2 separate regions of the Ovis aries genome follow, and region 1 is linked to region 2. Evidence: chromatin contacts called from public Hi-C data. All regions are on one chromosome and are shown on one strand. Each heading gives the region's core, a stretch centred on a gene start, on an enhancer-like site or on the middle of the called end of the contact. The rest is flanking DNA. Distances are from core to core; before and after follow the strand shown.

Region 1 (7,030 bases), core at 2,597-5,096, 75 kb before region 2:
GTTTATATTTTTCATATCCTGAGAATCTAACAAACTTTAAAGCACACTGTTGCTGTTGTTTAGTCGCTAAGTCATTTATGATTCTTTTGCAACCCCATGGACTGCAGCCTGCCAGGTTCCTCGGTCCATGGGATTTCCCAGACAAGCAGACTGGAGTGGGTTGCCATTTCCTTCTCCAGCAGATCTTCAAGACCCAGGGACTGAACTCACATCTCTTGCATTGGTAAGTGGATTCTTTACCACTGAGCCAACAGGGAAGCCCTCTGAAGCACACAGTGGACAATTAAGAGTGGGTTTTAAAAGACCTCCTGGAATGGCCATATTATTCCAGCTGTCACTCAAGTATACTATATGAAGAAGTAGTATACTTACCAGCTTTAGGAGCTCAGATTCTGAAGTCAGGATGTCTAGGTATAAATTCTGGATATACCTCAGAAGATACCACTTCAATGGCAGAAAGAGAAGAGGAACTAAAGAGCCTCCTGATGAAGGTGAAAGAGGAGAGTGAAAAAGCTGGCTTAAAACTCAACATTCAAAAACTAAGATCATGGTATCCAGTCCCATCACTTCATGGCAAATAGATGGGGAAAAAGTGGAAACGGTGACAGGTTTTATTTTCTTGGGCTCCAAAATCACTACAGACAGTGACTGAAAACATGAAATTAAGTGACACTTGCTCCTTGGAAGAAAAGCCATGACAAACCTCGGCAGTGTATTAAAAAGCAAAGACATCACTTTGTCAACAAACGTCCATCTAGTCAAAGCCATGGTTTTTCCAGATGTCATAGATGGATGTGAGAGTTGGACCATAAAGAAGGCTGAGCACTGAAGAACTGATCCTTTCAAACTGTGGTGTTGGAGAAGGCTCTTGAGAGTCTCTTGGACAGTAAGGAGATCAAACCAGTCCATCCTAAAGGAAATTAACCCTTAATATTCATTGGAAGGACTGATGCTGAAGCAGAAGCTCCAACAGTTAGGCCACCTGATGTGAAGAGCTGACTCACTGGAAAAGACCCTGCTGCTAGGAAAGATCGAAGGCAAGAGGAAAAAGAGGTGACCGGGGATAAGATGGTTGGATGGCATCACTGACTCAATGGATACGAGTTTGAGAAAACTCTGGAAGATAGTGAAGGACAGGGAAGCCTGGCTTGCTGCAGTTCACAAGTCTGCAAAGAGTAGGAATCAACTTAGCAAATGAACAATAACTACCACCACTTAACAGCCCTGTGGCACCCGGTGAGTTAATTAAGCTCTCTATGCCTTGGCTTCTTTCCTTATAAAAAGAAAATAATAAGATGTACTTTATAAGGTTATAAAGATTAAATGAATTAATATAAGCAAAGTGTTCAAAACAGTGACTGACACAAAATAAGCATTACACACACATTGTACTACTATGATTACTATACCTTGATTATTGTTTACCCTTTCCACATTGACTTCTATTTGGAATGGGCTCCTTTCATTTTTCCCTTTATCCAAATCTTACCCAGGTTTCACCCACTCCAGTATTCTTGCCTGGAAAATCCCTTGAACAGAAGAGCCTGGCAAGCTACAGTTCACGGGGTTGAAAGAGTTGGACACGACTTAGCAACTAAACCACCACCTACCCAGTTTTCAAGGTTGATGACCTCTGGTAAATCCTTTGATCATTTCAACCCATAAATGATTACTGCCTAATCTGGATATTTATAGCATCTTCTGTATCACTCTGCATTTAATTAAAACTACCTTGCATCCTTGTTGTTTTTCACAAAATGTCTACCCAATTGCTGTAAACTCTTTGAAGGTCCTAAGGACAATTTATGCACCTATCTGAGTTCCTACAGTAACTACTAAGTGCGTAGTACTTGTTATGCAAAATAATAAAGCTCAGTAGAAACTTCAACTCTGATCAAAATGTCTTTGCAATCAAAGAAATGGAGAAGACTGGGAGAACATTCCATGCTTCTCTAAGAGCCAAACTGCAAATGTATCAGCGCCAGGGAATTCTGACTCCCATTAAAATAAGCTGCTCTCAAATAGCTTCTGGGAGAAAAAACCCTCCCTGCAGAGGAATTTTGGGGAGTTCTTCCCAAATTGTAGCAGTGGACCCTTTAGGAGAAACGTGTTAGCATGACAAAATGACTGATTGAGAGTGCAGGATTTGGAATTACAGGTCTAGGTTTCAAAGGGACACTGAGCTTTAGTTTCCTTCTTTATAAAGTGCGTACTGAAACATCAATTTCACAGGTATAGGACAATCGACATCCACCCTAACATTTAACTGAAATGTAAATTCCCTTGGAAAAATTTTAAATAAATTGAAAATATGGTAATTCATAAATAACTGAACACATTTTTCAGTACACAAGAAAATGTATTAAATTAGCCACATATATTCTAAATTACCTATGAGAAAATTAAACATGTAGAGTCAATAATACAGAATTGGGATGAAGCAAAAATTCTACCACAAAATTCATCTTTTATGACACTTTCTCCATCCAGTAATTTTTTCTTCCACTTGTGATTAAAAACAAGTATTCAAAATTGTCCCCAAAGAGAAATATTTGGAAAGCACAATTTAACTTAATAGCAAGTTGGTTCTATAATTGTAGTATTCCAGTTTACAGTTCAAAAATACTTCCAAATAGGAATTAACATGAATTTAAGAAATTATGATAATGGCGAATGGCTCATATGATGATCTGAGTCAGTAATTTCAAATTAAGAGTTGTTCCAACTTGAAGCTGGCAGTCACACAGTCTAAAGGGTTTGTTTACTGTACTGACTAAACCAAACACTCCAATCTTTTAGAATTTCATCCTGGCATCCTAACAATTATTTTAAAGCAGTATAATCGCTGAAATGCCCAATACTACACAAATTAAACCGAAATGGGAAGAAGAAAAGAACAAAAGTGGCAGGTCTTATCTTTAAGCTGTGATTTTGTTCTTTTTCAATTCGAAAAAATACTGAAAAACAGAACTCTGCTGCTTGGAATGATCTTTAAACTTGGGGGAGGGGTGATATAATTTTTTAAAAATCCGGCGCCTTTAGGACACAGTGATATGTGGGGTTCATTAGGGCCTGGCTCTGTAAGCAATCAAAAGATGAAAAGAGGCATTAGTGAGGAATTTTAGTACACGGTGTAACTTTCAGCAATGTTGAAGCGTTACAATGATGAAAAGGAAATTAATCTCCGAGATGAAAATGAAGGGTCAAGTGCGGGGCTAATGGAATTTAAGGGAGATAGAAGAGGAACCGGGGGAAACCGGGGACTTGGTAGCCAAAAGGGGTAGAGTCAAGAAAGGTGTTGGAAACTAGAGGCTTAAGAAGGGGTGTGTGTGTGGTTTGTGCGTGTGTACTTGTGTGTAAGTGAGGCTTTTTTTAGCGTTGGGAAATCTAGGTGATAAACTTGTGGAGATCAAATTCGGAGATGTGGGAACAGGGAGAGAAAGGAATGTGGGGATTTCCAGGCTGGGGTAACAAGAAGTTTGGGGCGCGCGCTGTCGGGGCGCCCCTCTCTCGGAGAAGGATGGCCCCTCGAGTCCCCTGACCCGGCCGCCCCGACGCAGCCCTCACCCTCCGGCTACACGGCCCTTCAACCCGGCCAAGGCCCCTCCTCACCTCAGGCCGCGGTGACTCGCTCCTCCGCGTCTCCACAGAGCACGTCCCACTCGGCGCCTGGCCCGGCCGACTCCGTCGGCCAGCAGCCGCGGCCGCAAGCTCAGCTGCGCCCGGGCCTTCCCCGCGCGGCTCCGCGGGCCTGTCGGCTCCTTGCCTCAGCTCCGGCTAGCTCCCGGGACCTTCCAGCAGACGCGGCACGCGTCCCTCCTCCCGCTGCGGGGCAAGGCGCCCCCTGACCCCGCCCCGCGGCGCCCCGTAACGCCCCGCCCCCGGACTTGGACTCTGTAAGCTGATTGGCCTCTGTGATACTCGGCGCGCTCCGGCATTGGCTCAGCGGTAGCCCGAAGGCGAGGAGGCGGTACTCCGAGCGGCTGCTATTCCCGTAACGCGGTTCCTGGCGTCCCGGATTCCGGTGGCTGCGCCCGCGTCGCCTCTCCCAGACTAGATCGAAGGGTTCCCCCACCTCCCCTCTGCGGGCGGAAGGAGCGGAATGTTCCATTTTTCCGTGGAATAACGGGGTCGTGAACTAAAGCCCGGGTGCTACCCGTGCCGTCCGTCCTGACTTCTTGCCGAGGCTCTTTTGGCCTGCGTTCAGTGCCTTCCCCAGGGACCTCGGAGCCGCGAGGGACTGCCGGCTGTCCTTGGGGACTGGGGAAGCGTGGGAGTTCCTCAGGGAATGTGAAGGGCTCGGTGACAATGATTCCATGTGAGATTACCGCAGATTGTGGCGGCTTCGGCTCCAAGCCTTACGTAAAAGAACCTTGCCATGATATATATTTTTAAGTTAATAAATATGTTTGGGTGTGATCGATCAGAGAACCTCAGAGTTGGTGACACGCCAAGAAACTAGTTTTTCTTGCAATTTGTACTTCCAATCTGTGACAAAAATACCAAATAAAAACAAATTTCATTACAACCTTTCTCTTTCCCGCTAGTGGTCTGGGAAATGAACCTTTAGGCTCACTTTGATGTATATTTTTTTCAAAGTAAGATGAGAAGCTTAAAAGATAAATGGTGTGTGTGTGTCTGTGTGTGTCTGTGTGTATCAAGAAAAACCCAAGGCCAGCGCCTTTTGTGGAAAAATGGCAGGCTATTGGAGGGCAATAATTGAACAAATTATACCCATAAATTAACAATTGTAACGTTTTTCATTAAATTGAGGATTCAGATACAGTAAAACACAAAGCAAATTATGATCTCCTAGTTGATCAGATAATTTTTAAAACACAGGGAAATGGGCCTGTTTTGTGTCCAGCTAAGGGAGTCCCAGGCCAGCTCGGGAGTTGTGCTGCAGAAGAGACAAAGCTCCATTGTGTGTTTGGTTCTTGCTGCTTCCTGTCATCCTATATCTAACCTCCAGAGAGTGACTGGATTGTATCCTAGCTCAGCCATTTATGGGTATATTTATTTTAAAACAAACTTATAAAATGTTAAATGAGGGGGGATAAACTAGGAGTTTTATATGCACACTACTATATATAAATCAGATAACCAAGGACCTACTGTGTAGCACAGGGAACTACAGTCAATATCAACAACCTCAGATATGCAGATGATACCACCCTAAAGGCAGAAAGTTAAGAGGAACTAGAGTCTCTTGATGAAAGTGAAAGAGGAGAGTGAAAAAGCTGGCTTAAAACTCAACATTGAAAAACTAAGATCATGGGAAAAAAGAAACCGCACTAAAATCATGGCACCCTGTTCATCACTCCAAGGCAAAAAGATGGGGAAAAAGTGGAAACAGTGACAGATTTTATTTTCTTGGTGTCCAAAATCACTGTGGACAGTGACTGCAGCCATGATGTTAAAAGACACTTGCTCCTTGGAAGAAAAGCTATGACCAACCCAGACAGCATATTAAAAAGCAGAGACATTCTTTGCCAACAAAGGTCTGTCTAGTCAAAGCTATGGTTTTTCCAGTACTCTTGTATGGATGTGAGAGATGGACTATAAAGAAGGCTGAGCGCCAAAATGATGCTGTCAAACTGTGGTGCTAGAGAAGACTCTTGAGAGTCCCTTGGACTGTAAGGAGGTCAAACCAGTCAATTCAAAAGGAAATCAGTCCTGAATATTCATTGGAAGGGCTGAAGCTGAAGCTTCAATACTTTGACCACATGATTCGAAGAGCCAACTCATTGGAAAAGACTTTCATGCTGGGAAAGATAGAGGGCAAGAGGAGAGTGGGCGACAGAGGATGAGATGGTTGGATGGCATTACAGACTCAACAGACATGAGTTTGAGCAAACTCAGGGAGATGGTGGAGGACAGGGAAGCCTGGTGTGCTTCTGCCCATGGGGTTTAAAAGAGCTGGACACAAGTTAGTGACTGAACACCAACAATTAGGGAAAATAATCTGAAAAAAATAGTATATGTAACTGAATCACTTTGCTATACTCTTGAATCTAACACAACATTGTAAATAAAGTGTTATTCAATTTAAAAAATGAAAATTAAAAAAAAATATTTGGGGCTTAATGGCAACCCACTCCAGTACCGCAGAGCAACTGAGTCTGTGTGCCACAACTATGGAGCCTGTGCTCTAGAGCTGGGGAGCCACAACTACTGAGCTCATGTGCTGCAACTACTGAAGCCTGCACACCTTAGCGCCTATGCTCTGCAAGAAGAGAAGCCACCATAATAAGAGGCCTGCGAACTGCAACTAGAGAGCTACAGAGTAGCCCCTGCTCGCCACAACTGGAGAAAAAACCATGCAGCAGCAAAGACCCAACACAGCCACAGGCACACACACAAAAAAACTTAAAAATTTCATTTAGATCTAATGGACATTTATTTAGGGGCACTATATACCAGTTAAGTGTATTTTCTCTTTTCAAATTGCATGGGTTTGAATACCGGTGCTGCTACCTTCCATGTCTATGAACTTGGGCAGGTCTTCTCAGATTCTTCAATCAAATGAGAAGAAAACAGTACCGTCAACTTTAAAAAAGTGTAAAATGTGAGAGTTGCAAGTTAAGTTTCATTTGGGGCAAAATGAAGACAATTGCACCGGAGAAGGCAATGGCAACCCACTCCAGTACTCTCACCTGGAAAATCCCATGGATGGAGGAGCCTGGTGGGCTGCCATCTATGGGGTCACACAGAGTCGGACACGACTGAAGCAACTTAGCAGCAGCAGCAGAAGACAATAGCGCAGGAGACAGCACCTCAGATACCTCTGAGAAACTGCTTCAAAGAGGTAGGGGAAAGGTCCATATACCCGGGATTTTGGTGAAAGGGGAGTACATGGGCTAAAGCACTTTTTTTTTTTTTTTTTGCAGGTTTCTGCTAGTCACAAGGAACAGTCATCACCAGGAAGGATTTTGGTGCTTTTCTAGATATGAAGAGATATAAGAACTGGGCTCTTGAAATCAGCTCCTGAAAATACCTAACCATCTGAAGACTTGTCCTGCCAGTTTTT
Region 2 (6,565 bases), core at 3,985-6,484:
AGCTCCATGTGAGTAGTCGTAGAAATCTTAATGAGATCTTGCAAAATAGAAAATGGACTAATGAAAACGAGCTCTTTAAACTTCTGTCTGGAATTGTGTCATCAGCATGTCTAACTTTTGAAAAATCAAATCAGTGAGCACCAGAGAAAGTGAGATGAAAAAAGTCAGTTTAGAGAGTGCAGTGATTCTATCTGTGGGTGAGCACCAGGACCTGTAGCCTCCCTCCACTGGATGGATCTCCATTCCAAGGGCTCCTCAGAGTGTGGTGCATGGTACTTTCCCTCTGAATGTGGTTCTATTGCTTCTACTGTGCTGTGCTGGGTTTTGTTTATTTTTTCTGCGTTTTTAAATATTTATACAACACAGCCTTTAAATACAAGTTGACTAGTTTATCTGGTGTTTAACTGAGGACACTGAACTGAGTTCAAACGCTAGACAATAATCCAACTATATATCCTTCTTTTAGGAAAACTAAAGAGTTTCTACTTTTGGAACCCAACTGCAGTTAAAGATGCTACAACACTGTACTTTGTATCTAAGGACAAAGATGGTCCCTAGCCAGGAAAACTTCAGATCCTTTTAGTTTACTTGCTCCAATATTGGGCAAATAAATTTGAAAACTACTTTCCACAGTGAAAAAAGATCTCTGTGTGAAATGAGGTTATTTTTGTTTTGTATTGGTTTGCCTTTTCTCTTTCCAGTGACATTGTCTCCTTGCAAATTAACCCTCATCATGGGTGAGGCCTTTGCTTAAGAAACTGACAACAACACACTCTGATAAGTTAACTTAGCATAAACTTCCAAGTAAAAGGAACCCCTGCCGGGTGGAATATTGGGTTAGAAGTTCTCCAAATTTCCTCCCAAACCTCTCACTCTGTAGTGATATTCCAGCAGCCCTAAATTTACTAGAACCAAGTTTTCTGAATAACTGCTGGTCTCTTTCCTTTAACCAAGCACATTAGCTGCTCTCCAGACCCTTCAGTTCCTTTGGTAGCTGGATCATCAGCTGCACTTTGGGCCACTTTGCAGGGCTGTGGGGACTACTGCTCAGACCTGCAGGGACGTATTTAACCTGCTGATTTTGGGGTGGCCCCAGTTACTTACTGCTCTTGTCTGCCTTTTTTTAGATCAGTGTAACCACGCGTGGATAGTTAAATTTAAGGAAGATTAAGTGTTATTTGTGAATATTTGTATCCTGGAAGCCCAGGCAGGGGTTGAGGTCTACTCTCGAGCCCTGTGAAAGCAGAACAGACTTCTAGGCCTTGAGCACAGGGCCTCTAGTCAGAAAAGCAGGACACCAGCACGGCTGAGGAAAACTTGCAGGGAAAGGCTACCAGCCCTTGCCTTGATGTTTGGGGCTGCCTAATAGTCTCCGTGTCTCCTTAAAGCTGTCTTGCCTTGTTGTGACCCGTTTCTGACTATGTTTAAAAATGGTTTTCTTGTTGCACTATCCAGAGACCCTCAGTTGAACTTTCATTCCCCTTCTCAGGGGCATATTGCCATGAATGGGCTTAAAAAGCCATATCCTCTGACAATTTCCTTCCCCATACCTCGCTTTCCACCCAGTCTCACAACTCTTGTCCCCCAAATCTGAGTGTGCTTTCCTGATAGTGAGGTGGGCCAGTTACAGGACTGCCCAGTAAGCCTTCCGTTTATCAAGCCTCAGCCCCAGCGTATTTTCCTTTAGGAGGCCGGCACTCCCTCAAGCGCCAGTCCCCAGTTCCCACCCACCTGAGACCTACTCCTCTCGCTCACACGGCAGCTGCCTGATCATCGATCTGGTCTGTCTACTTGACTGCCTTTCACCTGAAGCTGTTACCTCAACAACTGGGTTTTATTCATCCTTCCCCACAGTTCCTGCAAGGAGTGTTTTGAGGGATAATTGACCTGCCTGGGGAGTTTTTATCTTCTTATTTTCCTCAGCTCTCACATTTTTACACTTTCATACATTTTCATATAAACAGAAATATGGAACAGCACACAGTGAATACTCATTTATCTAGATTTACCATTTTACTAATTGCTTACACCTTGCCATGTTTACTTCACCTGTTTTTGCTCAACCTGTTCTGTTTTTGCTCAACTATTTCAAAGTGAATTTCAGATTTAATAACATTTTACCCCTAAATACATCTCTGAAAATAATGACATTTTCTGACAGAACCATAATACCATTTTCACACATATTCATATTATCACACCTAACAAATAGTTCCCAAATGTCACCATTGTCCCCAGAAGATTTCTTATGAATGGTTTATTTAAATTAGAATCCACTTTGGGTATACCTTAGTAGGTCCTTGACCAACCAGTTGGAGACATTCAGCTATTATGTTCCTAAATCTCTTTTAACTTTCAACAGTCCCTTCCCCTCTTTCCCATGTTTATTGACTTATTGAAGAAATCTAGCCAATTCTATCAAAAGTCCCACTTTCTTGGTGTTGTTTAACTTTGCCAGACTTCCGAGGTGAGCTGACCTAAGGAAGAACCATAGGCACCGCTGCAGGAGTCTCCTCCGTGTCAAGGACCTCCCACTCTATCCTCTTCTTTGTTCTCATCGTCTCAGCACAGATCCTTGAGGCATCAAGACTGGACACTTAACCCTGTGCTCTCACACCTTCTGCTTGGATGTCCCTTTCCTGTCCTTGCCGTCAGCTAGTGTGAGCCTTCCAACCAAGCAGGGGCCTGCACAGCTCTCCCATCACTGCCAGCAACAACCACACGAGACCTTGGTGCCCATAAAGCATGTTGGGGAGAAAGTGTTTGAACCTAGGACTCTTGAGTCTCCATGAATGAATCTTTTCATTATCAGTGGCAGCAACCAGGAGCCCCCATTTTGAGTGAAGTTAAACTCCTTCCTTTTTATGCCATTCATGCGGTTCTTCAGACAAGAATACTGGAGTGGTTTGCCATTCTGTCCTCCAGTGGACCACATTCTGTCAGAACTCTCCGCTATGACCCATCCATCTTGGGTTGCCCTGAGTGGCATGGCTCATAGCTTTATTGAGTTACTCAAGCTCCTTCACCATGACAAGGCTATGAGCCTTGAAGGGGCTTCCACTGACTGGTTCAAAATTGGGAAGGGAGTATGACAAGGCTGTATATTGTCATCCTATTTATTTAACTTTTATATAGATCATGCAAAATGCCAGGCTGAATGAATCACAAGCTGGAGTCAAGATTGCCAGGAGAAATATCAACAACCTAAGATATGCAGATGATACTCTAATGGCAGAAAGTGAAGAGGAACTAAAGAGTCTCTTGATGAGGGCGAAAGAGGAGAGTGAAAAACCTGGCTTAAAACTCAACAGTCAAAAAACTAAGATCATAGCATCTGATCCCATCACTTTATGGCAAATAGAAGGGGAAATAGTGGAAGGAGTGACAGATATTATTTTCTTTGGCTCCAAAATCACTGCGCATGGTGACTGCAGCCATGAAATTAAAAGACACTTGCTCATTGGAAGAAAAATTATGACAAACCTAGACAGCATATTAAAAAGCAGAGAGATGACATTGCCGACAAAGATCCATATAGTCAAAGCTATGATCTTTCCAGTAGTCATGTACAGATGTGAGAGTTGGATTATAAAGAAAGCTGAACATTGAAGAACTGATGCTTTCAAATTGTGGTACTGGAGAAAACTCTTGAGAGTCCCTTGGACTGCAAGGAGATCAAACCAGTCAATCCTAAAGGAAATCAACCCTGAATATCCATTGGAAGGACTGATGCTAAAGCTCCAATACTTTGGCCATCTAATGGGAAGAGCCAAATTACTGGAAAAAACCTTGATGCTGGGAAGGATTTAAGGCAAAAGGAGAAGAGGGCAGCAGAGGATGAGATGGTTAGATAGCATGACTGTCTCATGCTAATGAGACATGAATTTGAGCAAACTCCAGGATATAGTGAAGGACAGGGAAGCCTGGTGTCTTGCAGTTCATGGGGTCTCAAAGAGTCAGACACGACTGAGCAACTAAACAACAATAAGCTCTCCTTCAACTTCCATGAAGTCAATGCTGTTTAGTCACTAAGTCATGTCCAACTCTTAAGACCCCATGAACTGTAGCCCTCTAGGCTCCTCTATCCATGGGGTTTCCCAGGCAAGAAAACTGGAATGGGTTGCCATTTCCTTTTCCATGAAGTCATTAAACCTCTTAAATTCATCCCAGGAAAAGAGCCTGTTTTCTAAGTGATGTCAGGTCCAGTAGTCCCACCCCGACTCTCTTGCCCCCAAATAGTCTGTCTCCAGGCAGAAAATCATTCCCACTGACTCCTGCTGGCAACAAAGAGATTTCCACTGATTTGGTGGAGAAACATGACAGGATTTAGCCTCTGCTGTAAAGTCAATGGACAATTGTCTTGGCTGAGATGCTCCAGCAAATCACCTGGGAAGAGTAGGATCTACTTTCCATTTCAGAGGGATGGGTGGAGGTGGGAGGTGGTAGGCAGCTTGGAGTGGGGAGAAAGAATGAAGTTCAGGGGGCGGGGGCAGGCTGGGAATAGCTGTGGGTTTAAATTGGAAGTCCTAGGCCACAGGCAGTCAGAGAACATGAAAATTCAGGCATACAGAGGATTCCTGAAAGTGTTGATCCCTCTTTAGGGGAAGAGAGAAGTGGAGGAGGACAGTCATGGCAGCAGAGGGTGTGGGCTGGAACCCCTGGAGGGACAGTTCCAGCCAGCCTGATATGAATATCTGTTTACTTTGGCTCCGTGGAATTTCTAGTTGTTTATTTATTTTTTTAACAAAGAAAAAACTCTCCAACAACTCATGTCTAGTGGTGGAGTAGGTCCTGTTTTATTCTTCCTGAACGTGGTAAAATGCCTGATACCGAAGAGGAGAAACAAGAGGACTTTATAATTTTACAGGCTTCCCTGGGGGCTCAGCTGGTAAAGAACCCACCTGCCAATGCAGGAGATGCAAGAGATCTGAGTTCAACTCCTGGGTCAGGAAGATTCCCCTGGAGAGGGAAATAGCAACCCACTCCAGTATTCTTGCCTGGAAAATTCCATTGACAGAGGAGCCTGGTGGGCTACAGGCCATGGGGTTGCAAAGAGCTATACTTTTACACAAAATTCTCAACTGGGAGATTATAGTTAAAACTTTTCATTTCCTGGCTTTTCCTTTTCCTAACTCTGTTTCCTGTTTTCCCTTTTGCTGTGGTGCTCTCTTCCCTACCCCCCTACACACAGTCACATTCCACTCTCTGGCAAAATCAGAACATTATTTGGTTTTGAAATAGTCACTGCGGAAGTTTATGAAATCTTTTTCTCTAGAGGTTTCATTAAGGCGGATCTGAGCCTGTCTCTTTTGCAACAGCTTAGGGAGAGTGGGGGGAGGGTGCTGGTGAGAGATCAGGTGACCCCTCAAGGACTCCCCTCTTTGTGGCACAATAGCAACTTGATCCCCAGAGTAGGGAGACGGCAGGAGCGGTAGAAACTTCTGTGTGCCCTCCTCAAGACCCAGTGGGAGGCCTGGGCTTTTTGGCAGGTCACTTGGCCTCCGCTTTGCTACATGGTTGATTTGGAAAGCAGATTGCTGAGAACAGCAAGGAAAGCTGGAACCTTGAAAATCGCTTTTATGTCAGGGCCTTCCTAACGCACAATCAGGGATGGATCACCTGGGCATGCAGAGGGCCCTACCATTTCCTGGCGTCAGCCACGTGGGGTGGAAATTCCTGTGTGAAGCCACGGTGGGAAGTGGGGCCTCAGAGTTTCAAACAGCTTTGGCTTTCTGGAAGTACATTAGGAAGCTGACTAAGTAACTGGAAATCATCACTTGAGCTTTAAAGCAGATTAATACTTTATTTGAAGGCAATGAATACAGAAAATAGCCAAAAGATTTTGTATAACAAACAAAAACAAAAAGGGTGTTGGTGGGAGAGGGAGGGAGAGAGTGGTTGGAGTTAGTGTCTTCAAGTTCTGAATAATCTGCAGTGTGAGTTTCAGGAAGTTGACTTGGTTGTCTATGTGAATTGCACTTGCCCTTTCTGGACTTCTATCTTTAGGTTCTTTCTTCCTGCTCTTTAGCCTCTGCTTCTCTGAGGTCAGCCCCCGACTTCTTCAGTAATTCTTTCCTGGGCCACCAGCGCTTCTTGGGCTTTAGGAAACCCTCCCTTCTCTGTCCTTCCCCAGTGTTCCAGTGACTGAAGTCTCACTGGGCACACAGCAATCATTCCTATGATCTGAGCTGGTGCCCAGGAGTCATCAATAGCTGTGCTGGTCCACACGCTGCTCCCTGGAGCTTGGAAGGCATCTCCTGGGCCTACAGCTGTGGCTAGGACATAAGCCCTACCTGTTAAAGGAAGGAAAGAGAACACTTAATGACAAGTTTTATTTTGTCTTATTTTCTAGTTATAAGTGAAATCACTATCAGAGAAAAATTTTGACTGTAAAGTTGGCATCTTTCTCTCTCCCAATACACACACACACACACAGACATACACACAAAAAATTGTTGTTTAGTCACTAAGTGAAAGTTGCTCAGTAGTGTCCAACTCTATGCGACCCCATAGACTGCATAGGTCCATGGAATTATCCACCCCAGAATACTGGAGTGGGTAGCCT

Evidence for each region. A called contact is a pair of places that touch in the nucleus more often than the background predicts.
Region 1: a Hi-C map of liver shows a contact between it and region 2, with 4 times the contacts expected there. The contact joins the promoter of IL6ST here to the enhancer-like site in region 2. A contact is called at or near these places in 3 of 16 Hi-C or Micro-C datasets (blood, liver and omental adipose tissue).

What each region holds. Positions count from the first base shown.
Region 1 is chr16:23,365,409-23,372,438 of ARS-UI_Ramb_v3.0, reverse strand. IL6ST (interleukin 6 cytokine family signal transducer) reads right to left here and starts at 3,846. Exons shown (of 16, transcript XM_012096909.4): 1 at 3,613-3,846. LOC114118738 (small ribosomal subunit protein bS18m-like) reads right to left here and starts at 3,636. Exons shown (of 1, transcript XM_042233780.2): 1 at 1-3,636.
Region 2 is chr16:23,292,685-23,299,249 of ARS-UI_Ramb_v3.0, reverse strand. No RefSeq gene overlaps it. Among named protein-coding and RNA genes, the nearest start is that of IL6ST, 73 kb to the left of the region's middle. Within about 2 kb of position 5,234, at least 12 of the 54 cell types and tissues checked have an H3K27ac peak or open chromatin away from gene starts, as enhancers often do. A contact at or near this core is called in liver, where this site is marked.